Linked DNA regions of Hordeum vulgare: region 2 is linked to region 1. The links are chromatin contacts, called in public Hi-C maps. All regions are on one chromosome and are shown on one strand. Each heading gives the region's core, a stretch centred on a gene start, on an enhancer-like site or on the middle of the called end of the contact. The rest is flanking DNA. Distances are from core to core; before and after follow the strand shown. Region 1 holds the start of LOC123411823 (tricin synthase 2-like). Region 2 holds the start of LOC123407624 (chloride channel protein CLC-f).

Evidence for each region. Hi-C and Micro-C count contacts between places; a contact is called where the count stands out from the background.
Region 2: a contact with region 1 is called in a Hi-C map of leaf, with 3 times the contacts expected there. The contact joins the promoter of LOC123407624 here to the promoter of LOC123411823 in region 1. A contact is called at or near these places in 3 of 6 Hi-C or Micro-C datasets (leaf and seedling).

The regions. Positions count from the first base shown.
Region 1 is chr7H:162,335,228-162,339,802 of MorexV3_pseudomolecules_assembly, forward strand. It overlaps LOC123411823 (tricin synthase 2-like), which reads right to left and starts at 1,978. Exons shown (of 3, transcript XM_045104779.1): 1 at 1,751-1,978; 2 at 1,582-1,661; 3 at 806-1,464. The coding sequence starts at 1,846. The coding sequence ends at 897.
Region 2 is chr7H:163,114,369-163,118,893 of MorexV3_pseudomolecules_assembly, forward strand. It overlaps LOC123407624 (chloride channel protein CLC-f), which reads left to right and starts at 1,265. Exons shown (of 10, transcript XM_045100791.1): 1 at 1,265-1,787; 2 at 2,979-3,381; 3 at 3,868-4,062. The coding sequence starts at 1,464.

The sequences.
Region 1 (4,575 bases), core at 728-3,227:
CTTGGGTTTCTCTCTTCTTTTTCAATAAAGGCTGAACTGATTTTTATCACTCTAGATGGTTGTTGTTCGATAAGGATAAAGCATCCCCATCCACTCACGTACAAAGACCAAAATAACCCTAGGTCATAACTTTAATGGATAGTGGGCTTCTCCACCTCTTTTGTGCTGCTTAAAAGGCCTCAATTGGTCATCTTCTCACTGCTCACATGAGAAGGATATCCCAACAAATTGTTTGACACTTGATGTCAATGTGTTTTGTACCATCACTTGACTTGTTGTTACTCGTATAGGAAACGGCATGTTTATTATCATAATACAATAAAATTGATTTAGATATGCTATCAACCATTTTAAACCTGGAAATAAAATTCTTTAGCCATAGTGTTTGTCCGGTGGCCTCAAAACATGCTACAAATAATGCTTGCAACGCAGCAGTTAAGCTTGTTTGGAGCCTTTTCACCATATGTCTCCTTTCACGAGTGTGAATATATAACCTGATGTGGGTTTCTTACCACTCACACAGCCGGCAAAATCAAAATCTGAATAATCAATAAATTTTATGTTCCTAGGATATAACGCAAATATTTCTATATCATATTTTTATTTTTATACTGGAAGATAAGCCGGAGAGATGCTCACTAGAAGAAAATGTCGGTTGCAGTGTTCTTTGACGATGAGAACAAAAGTTGTTGGAGTGGGTATGTTTTATCCAACTTCTCTATCGTATTTTGATTTTTATACATCCAACTTTTGCATTAGTAGATAATTTATTTGAAAAGGGGAGCGGGTAGAGATGCTCACTATATATCGAACAAGAAGTCCCGTATTTATTTTATTTCGTTTCACACATTTGACGCACGACCAGCTAGCTGCTGCACACGGCCGGTCCATGCGAATCAAACGACGCGGCGGCAGAGCGTGATACCGTCGGCGATAGGGAGCTGCACGGGCTCCACGCGCGCGTCGGCGGCGATCATGGCGTTGAACCCCCTGATGGAGTCCCGTTTCTTGCGGTCCTCCTCCGTGAGCGGCGTGTCGTCGGGCATGGACACAGTGCCGCCCCAGAGCGTGTTGTCGTAGGCGAGCACGCCGCCGACGCGCACGAGCCGCAGCAGCTGCTCGTGGTAGCTGCCGTAGTTGTACTTGTCGGCGTCCACGAAGGCGAAGTCGAAGCTCCCCTCGTCCTCGTCGGCGATGAGCTTGTCGAGGATGGGGCCGGCGGGGCCCTCGCGGAAGTCGACCTTGTGCGCGACGCCGGCCTTCTTGATGACGGGGAGGCCGAGGTCGAAGTACTCCCTACTGACGTCGATGGCGATGATCCTGCCGTCGTCCGGGATGGCCAGCGCCGTGGTCAGGACGGAGCAACCGGTGTAGACCCCCACCTCGATGGTCCTCTTGGCGCCCATCACCTTGAGCAGCAGCGACAGCAGCAGCCCCTCGTCCGGCGGCGACGACATGAACCCGCTACAGCAAGAACAAACAAACACCCCAGTCAACCCACCATGACCTGCAGTCCTTCTAGAACACATAGCATGATCTGCAGTTCTAGGGGAGGCAAGAGAAGGGAGCGGAATCGCGTACAATATGTGCTCACTGGTGATCTGTCGGAGCTCGCGCATGAACTCGTTCTCCCGCGGGTACACCATCGTCTTCAGCATGTACTGCAAAATGAAAAACAAGACACGCTCAGCAGCTAAAATTCAGGGACGAGCGTGGAAGACACAGGGAGAGAGACGATCCGCGTACGTACGTCGTAGAGGGCGTCGCTCTTGAGGAGTGTCTTGGTGGTCTCGCTGCTGTGGACTTCCCTGACCTCGCCGGCGCTCCCGTTGGAAGCCATGTCCATGCCGCTGCGAATGAGGCAAGCACCGCGCACTACTCACACTGTTCTGTGAATGAGTGGAATGCGCACACGCTCACACACGCACCCACGAGAGGAAGAGGAGTAAAGCCGGGGATGCTGCCGCGTTGCCGAGCACGGCCATTTATTTATGCTTGGGTGCGCCTGGCTGACGACCGGGGTCGGTGACGGTGCCGGGTGCGGGGCAGCTGCGGGTGAGGGTCTCGGTGGCGCAGAGAATCTTGATCAGTTGCAAGATGCGATGCAGTGGGCAGTGGCGTCATCGACTCGCTACGCAACGAACGCTAGCCGTGCTGGTGCTCCATGCCAAGCGTGTGCGCAGTGGCGACGGTGCGTGTGACGCGATTGCAGTGATTCAGATCATTTCTTTTTCTTTTATTTGGGCCTGCAAACTGATCGATTGTCTCCTATCGGCGGGAACGGCCTGCCAGATGGGCCGCGTGCGTCTGATCTATAGTCTCGCCCACATGGCCGGCTTCCCTTTCTGTTTGTTTACTGTTGCTTGCTTAGCTTGAGATGGCAACTGCAAGAGATGCTCTAATAATGGAGTTCGATAGACGGATACATACAACAACAAAAGTTGTCTTCAAGAAGACTGTCGCTTGCTTGACCGGCTAACTTCGGAATGTAGATTCGGATGGTATACTCGATAGAAACGGGTGTTTGGGAAGAAAAGGTATGGTCCGATGTAAAAAGTCAAAAGTTAAAGTAAAAAATAGAAAATGTATATGTGCCGAGGTTTTTATTTTCTTTTCTTTGATGAGGCACATTATGAGCATTTACAGTCGGACGTGTCCGGTCATATTCGTGGGCGGTCCCTTATAAATCACTCTACACATCCATATACCTTATATCCGTACTCTCAAGAAAACATATCATTGTCGAACGTAAATAACAAATGTTGGTATCGAACATAAATAGTGTTTACATAAATTTATATGATATGCACAATTAATCATCTGTTCTTTATGCCCCCCCCCCATCCACCAGTTCATTTAGTAGTTGTCCGTGCACCTGATGATATCGGAGATTCTGATGCATCTTCAGAAAGTTTATAAGTTGATCTGCATCTTGATCTTTGGGGATTTTAACTTGTCCGCCATGTGTTTTAAAATTATTGGTTTCGGCTACACCATCACCTTCATCCTCGATAATCATATTGTGTAAAATAACACAACATGTCATCAGCTGCTATAAGGTTTTTGATTCCCACATCAGTGCAGCCCTTCGGACAATTCCTCAACGAGTTTACAGCACTGTGAATGCCCTCTCCACATTCTTCCTAGATGCTTCTTGCATGGTTGCGAAGTACTTTTGTTTTCAGCTATGTGGTTTGGATATGGTCGTCACAAATGCAACCTACTGAGGTTATATGACACCGACAAGATAATATCCCATTTTATAGTCTCGACCGTTGACGGTGTAGTTGCACGGGGGTGATTCTCCGTTGCAAAGCCTCCTGAACACCAGAGATCGTTGAAGCATGTTGATGTCGTTGTGAGAACCCGACATTCCAAAGAAAGCGTGTCAAATTTATAAGTCATGTGATGCCACCACTTCTAGTATGATGGTGGCATCTTTGTTGTGACCTTGATACATTCCTCGCAAACCTTTGGGTAGTTCTTTCACTGTCAATGCATGCAATCAATTGATCCGAGCATTCCTAGAAACCCTCTAGCCTCTCTAATAGCCAAAAACTTCTTAGTGTCCTGCAAATTTAGTTCTCTCGGATACTCTGCTCCAAACACCTCGATCACAGCACGGGCAAACTTGATAGTAATCTTCGGGCATGTGCTCTTCACCATCCTGACCATCTCACCAACGACATCTGCCACAATACCAAGTGCAATTATTCACAAAGTCGCCATGCACTTCTGTTTGGCAGGGAAAGAGAGTTTGCCGCAGTAACCCCTTGTCAGCTTGAAGTAGTCGTCATGTGCCTCCACTTCTTCCATAATGCGCAAAAACAATGGTTTCCGCATGCGAAAACAATGATAAAACTATGGATCATCCAAAAAAGTTGGGTTCGGAGCAAAGTAATCCTTCAGTAGTAGCTTTGCTTCGAATACCCTATCTCGATTTATCATTCTTCTTCCTTTGACTCAACCCTTGAAATTAAGAATATGCTCCACTTGCCAGTCCATTTCCTTTTGCATAGTCATGGGCATGATCATGTCCACTTGTTCGTCTGAATCCAACGAATCAAAGAACTCATGTTCAATTAGTTGATCAAGCTCCATCGGTCCATACTCCTCGCCGGATGAAGCATCGGAATCCATCGTTCCCCTAAAAAGTTGAATGAAAAATCCGGCCAGACCATGTGTCGAACACATCCAACGCAAGGCAGAACGAGAGAGTTGTCGGACATACCACGGTGTCTGCCGGGCCAGCAAGGACAGGAAAGAAGAATCCTCTGACAGAGCTGGAGTAGCAGAGGCTACGAACAGTGATGGAGCGCACGCGGTGATGGGGGTGCCAGATGGACGGAACGGGGAGGAAGAAGAGAGGAAAACAACAAATGAATTTGGCTCGACTACGGGGTGAATTTGGTCCAATTGGCGGTGGGGTCAGGATCTCGGGTCTAACATGGCGGGCGTGTGTAACACCCAAGATGCGGTACTATCTTCATACGGGCTTGAGGGCCTTGATAGGGATAGAAGCGCATCTCGTCATTTCGTAATAATGGATATCGTTACAAGTACATGTAAACATGA
Region 2 (4,525 bases), core at 15-2,514, 780 kb after region 1:
TAAAATTGGGCTGTTTGTTTGGCCTCCAACTTCTAATGAGTAGAAGGCAAATAAGCCACTGAAAATAGCCCACACAAACATACCCTTAGGTTAGGTCATGTTCATGCCCACTTCAACTCCGTACATGAGGACGGCTCACTCTTGCGCCATGAGAAAAAAATAGATCAACATCGTGCTATTGGGTAACAATGCACAAATAAAATTGTGGTTCACTATCTCGGTTCATGTCCATATTGTATAGTCTATTCCTCGGTTGAATGAGAGTTAGTTGTATGTGATCTTTTTTTACTTTTCCAAGAAAAAGCTAAAACTTTGGCCTCCGCATCATAGTACGTGAAAAAACTTATGTCATTACAGGTTCATGTTGGAAAATATTTTATTGTGGTTATGGAAATTTTCACACACAAAGCACGTATTTGTTAGTAAAAAATCTTTTTCTAATGAAATAAAAATGCACTATGCATTTTGAAACTGAGAAAGTGGAGTATCTATTAGGAGAAATTCACTTTGGGACATAGGTGTAGATACACCAATTGTCTAAATACACATTTAAAAATATTTATTTTTTTAAATAAAATCTCGCGTGTACATCTGAACATTATATGTTCATGCACAAAGTTTCAGCGAAAATGATATTTTGTGTGGCTTGTGTAAAAGAAGACAATTTTTGATGCTTGATTATAACTATTCATGAGGCATTTTTATCTTTTTTTATACATGCCAAAAAAATGTTCCTTGTTTTGCAAAAAAATGTGTGTGCATAGAATGTCCGGATGTACATCCGAAATTATTGTTTAGATTTTTTTTAACAGTTTGAAATGTGTTTTCATAGTATGTGTATCTGTACCTATGAGCCAAAACATTACCTCATCCATTACTCTCTCTGTAAATAAATAATGCTCTACAAACGCACTTAAGACATTGTATTGACAACATAGTTTTATCTTAAGTTTTGCATATAATTTAAAATGACAAAAATAATAATATCTACAATAGGTTATCTCTTAGCCTTATCATCAATAATTAGTTATTCCTAAAAAGGCGATGAGACATATTGTACTAAAAGATCACCTCTTGTACTATCTTAAATAAGAGAAGACAAACTTTTTTTATAAGTCTCTTTTTCACCTTATCATTTTTCTTACGGGACACTTCTAAGATAACAACATTCATGCATTTATATTTCGAGAGTACTCCATATTTGTCTAAAAAAAATCCTATTACTCCGTACCTGTAAATAGAGCCTCTGGCCAGGTGTAACATGGAAAACAAACACGCGCACTTCCCTTTCCTTCCTCCTAACGTCCGCCCACACACCTCCCCCTCTGCCCGCCTCGCCATCGCCCAACCGCCGACGAGATCGCCCGCCACAAATCCCCTAGATCCACCGCGGGCCAGCGAGCCGGTGAACCTAGTTTTGATGCGATTGCGCTAAGCTCGCGCTCCTGTCCCGCCCGCGCGCCATGGCGCACAGCGACCTCGAGCCGCTGCGCTCTGGCGCCGCCGCGCTGCCGTCCTCCTCCGACCCTGACTCGCCATCGACCCCGCGAAGGAACCGCGTGCGCGAGCTGCTGCGGAACCTGGACCGCCGGCTCTCGAGCAGGGGGCGACATAACCACGTCGACAGCGGCCCGGCGTCCCCCACGGCGGCGGGGGAGGCGGGGGCGCCCAGGAGGGAGGAGAGTGACGAGCTCGGCGACGGCGCGCCGCCCGAGTGGGCGCTGCTGCTCGTCGGGTGCCTCCTCGGGCTTGCCACCGGCATCTGCGTCGCCGCGTTTAACCGCGGGGTAAGTAAGAGATCTGCGTGGAGAAAAAAATGCGTCATTTATCAGTCCTTTTAAACCGCTGCTTTTGGGTAAAGTAGTATTCTGCCGAGATCTCTATGCTTGACAAGTACAGGGTCTGTGAAATCTACTCTGATCTTTCTATGGTGATGATTGTTTTCGTGGGACTGTTGATATGAGATAGATGGGTTGTGGGGGATTTCAAACACTCTGGACTATGGATGCGGGTATACATTTACGTGCATTGTAGTTCTGCAGCACACTCCTGTATGAGGCAACACAGTGGTGAGGAAGAAACTTACAGTCTCATCTGTGGGAAAAGTGATAGATCATATGAATTTGTGTGCTTCTCAGGGTGTCATATCGGATATGCTGGTGTTGCTTGGTTGTCTTCACATGGAACATGATGATACGGAGAATTGGTGATAGCTGGTGCATTATGGTCTCTGCCAGTTAGAGTATTCGTTTTAATGTATGCCTTGTGAAGCTATGGGGTGAGCAAGGGCCAAGGAGTTTTGTGTGCAGTATGTTAACCTGATGATGACTTGCCGGTTTGATAAGGTTTTGTGCTATTTAATTTATTGCTGCTGATTCTGGTGTTCTGATTGTGTTAGTGATTTGCCTTGATGAAGATCAGATAGTGGCCTACCTGAGTTATATGAAACCTATTCGAGATTTATCAAACTGCATGGGAAATAGAAAGGTCCTCCTTCTGATGTGTTTGGGTGTTCTGCCTGTGTATCTACCTTGCAACTGCTATGTGTTCGCAGAGCTTATGCCCTGTTTTACTCTCATTTTTTTTAAACGTTTGCTTTGTGGAGCTTTTGGGTGGGGGTTGCCTTGGGGAGTATTTTGGGCGTTATTTCAGGTCTTAAATAGACTAAGGCCATCTCCATGTTAAGATACTTCTATGTTCTCACACTGTAATTGTTGAGCTGTGTGGAGCTCACCTCTACTAATTAATTTTCACTACATGGTGAGCTTCAAATCCTTGTGTAGTTTTATGTTTGGTGTTTCTCTGTGTTTTTAACTTATCAATTCTTTAGATCTAATAGGATAGGCTTTGCTTAGGAAGATCATAGTCATTAAGCAGGAGCTATTCAATCATTTAATTGTTTATTGTTTGAACTAAAAGGTTGATTTTTAATCTTTACTGTTCAGCTGTTTGAAAAACACTTGCCTTACCCTTTTCAGGTGCATGTCATACATGAATGGGCATGGGCAGGCACACCCACCGAGGGTGCTGCTTGGCTTCGCCTGCAGAGGCTTGCTGATACTTGGCATAGGATATTGTTAATTCCAGTGACTGGTGGAGTTGTTGTTGGTATGATGCATGGGTTGCTGGAGATATTTGAGCAGATAAAGCTATCTATGTCATCTCAAAGGGAAGGTATCGATTTCATGAGTGCGATTTTTCCTGCAATCAAGGCCATCCAAGCTGCAATTACTTTAGGGACGGGATGTTCGTTGGGTCCTGAAGGGCCTAGTGTTGATATTGGTAAATCTTGTGCAATTGGGTGCGCTGAAATGATGGAGAACAACAGGGAACGAAGGATTGCTCTTATCGCAGCCGGATCAGCTGCTGGAATTGCTTCAGGTATACCTAAGTAACTACTTTTGTTTTGAACATAGTTTTAAATAGCGGGCTATGGCAAATAGCGGCGGACCTCTAAATCAGCTATAGCGGGCTATATCGGTCTATTTGTACATGATAGCCTTTAGCGGCACCTTGCTGAAAAGGCTATAGCAAGGCTAACTATGGTTTTTAATTAATGATAGCTTACCAGGGTTGCTGCCTGGTAGTATACCTAAGTAATTATGTCTGTCAAATTGTTCACATGCATAAGATAGAATTTAAATACAACGAAATCTTGCCAAGATGCTAGGCAGAAATTAAAAAAGAAAGGATGATGCAATAATTATGCAAGCAAGGACCACAAATCATATTTAGGAACATTGTAGATCTTTGCGGGAGTGAAGAGGAGATTCATATTTTTTAAGTTACCAGCTGCTCCTTAGTCCCATACCCATGTTGTTGAGTTTCTTTCCTATATTTCCCCCTGACACTTGTCTATATGTTTAGGTTTTAATGCTGCAGTTGCTGGATGTTTTTTTGCTATCGAAACAGTACTGAGGCCACTCCGAGCAGAGAACTCACCACCGTTTACAACTGCTATGATTATCTTGGCATCAGTTATATCATCAACCGTGTCCAATGTTTTGTTAGGGGAGAAGGCAGCTTTTATTGTCCCGACGTATGAACTAAAATCTGCCGCTGGTATTTTATCTTATTCCGATCAAATTTGGTATTACAGAAAGGTAGTTTTTGTTCAGTTAGTAGATATGTCTTATGTGCTCTACTGTAGTAGGAAAATTAGTGTGTTCTCATCTTGCACCTGGTTCTTTTTCTCGAACACCCATAAAAACGTGTGCTGTATCTTTCGCCTGGTTTCTAGTTTTTATCTTCTGTTTTGCCAGAAATCAGTCTATTCGATATCCGCACCATGCATAAAAACGTTGTTTTTGCTAGTTCTAGTAATTTCAATAGGGTAAATATCTATTTCCAGCCCTGTTTTCCAAATAGTAAGTCACTGTAGCCCATTTTGCTCGCAAATATGACACCTTATATTTTTTGGTTCTAGGCAAATTTATCATGAGAAAATTATCTTAGTATCGAGCAAGCATGTAAAAATTGGAAATATCATCCAATATGATTTCATGTGGGACTCGGGTTCACGTCG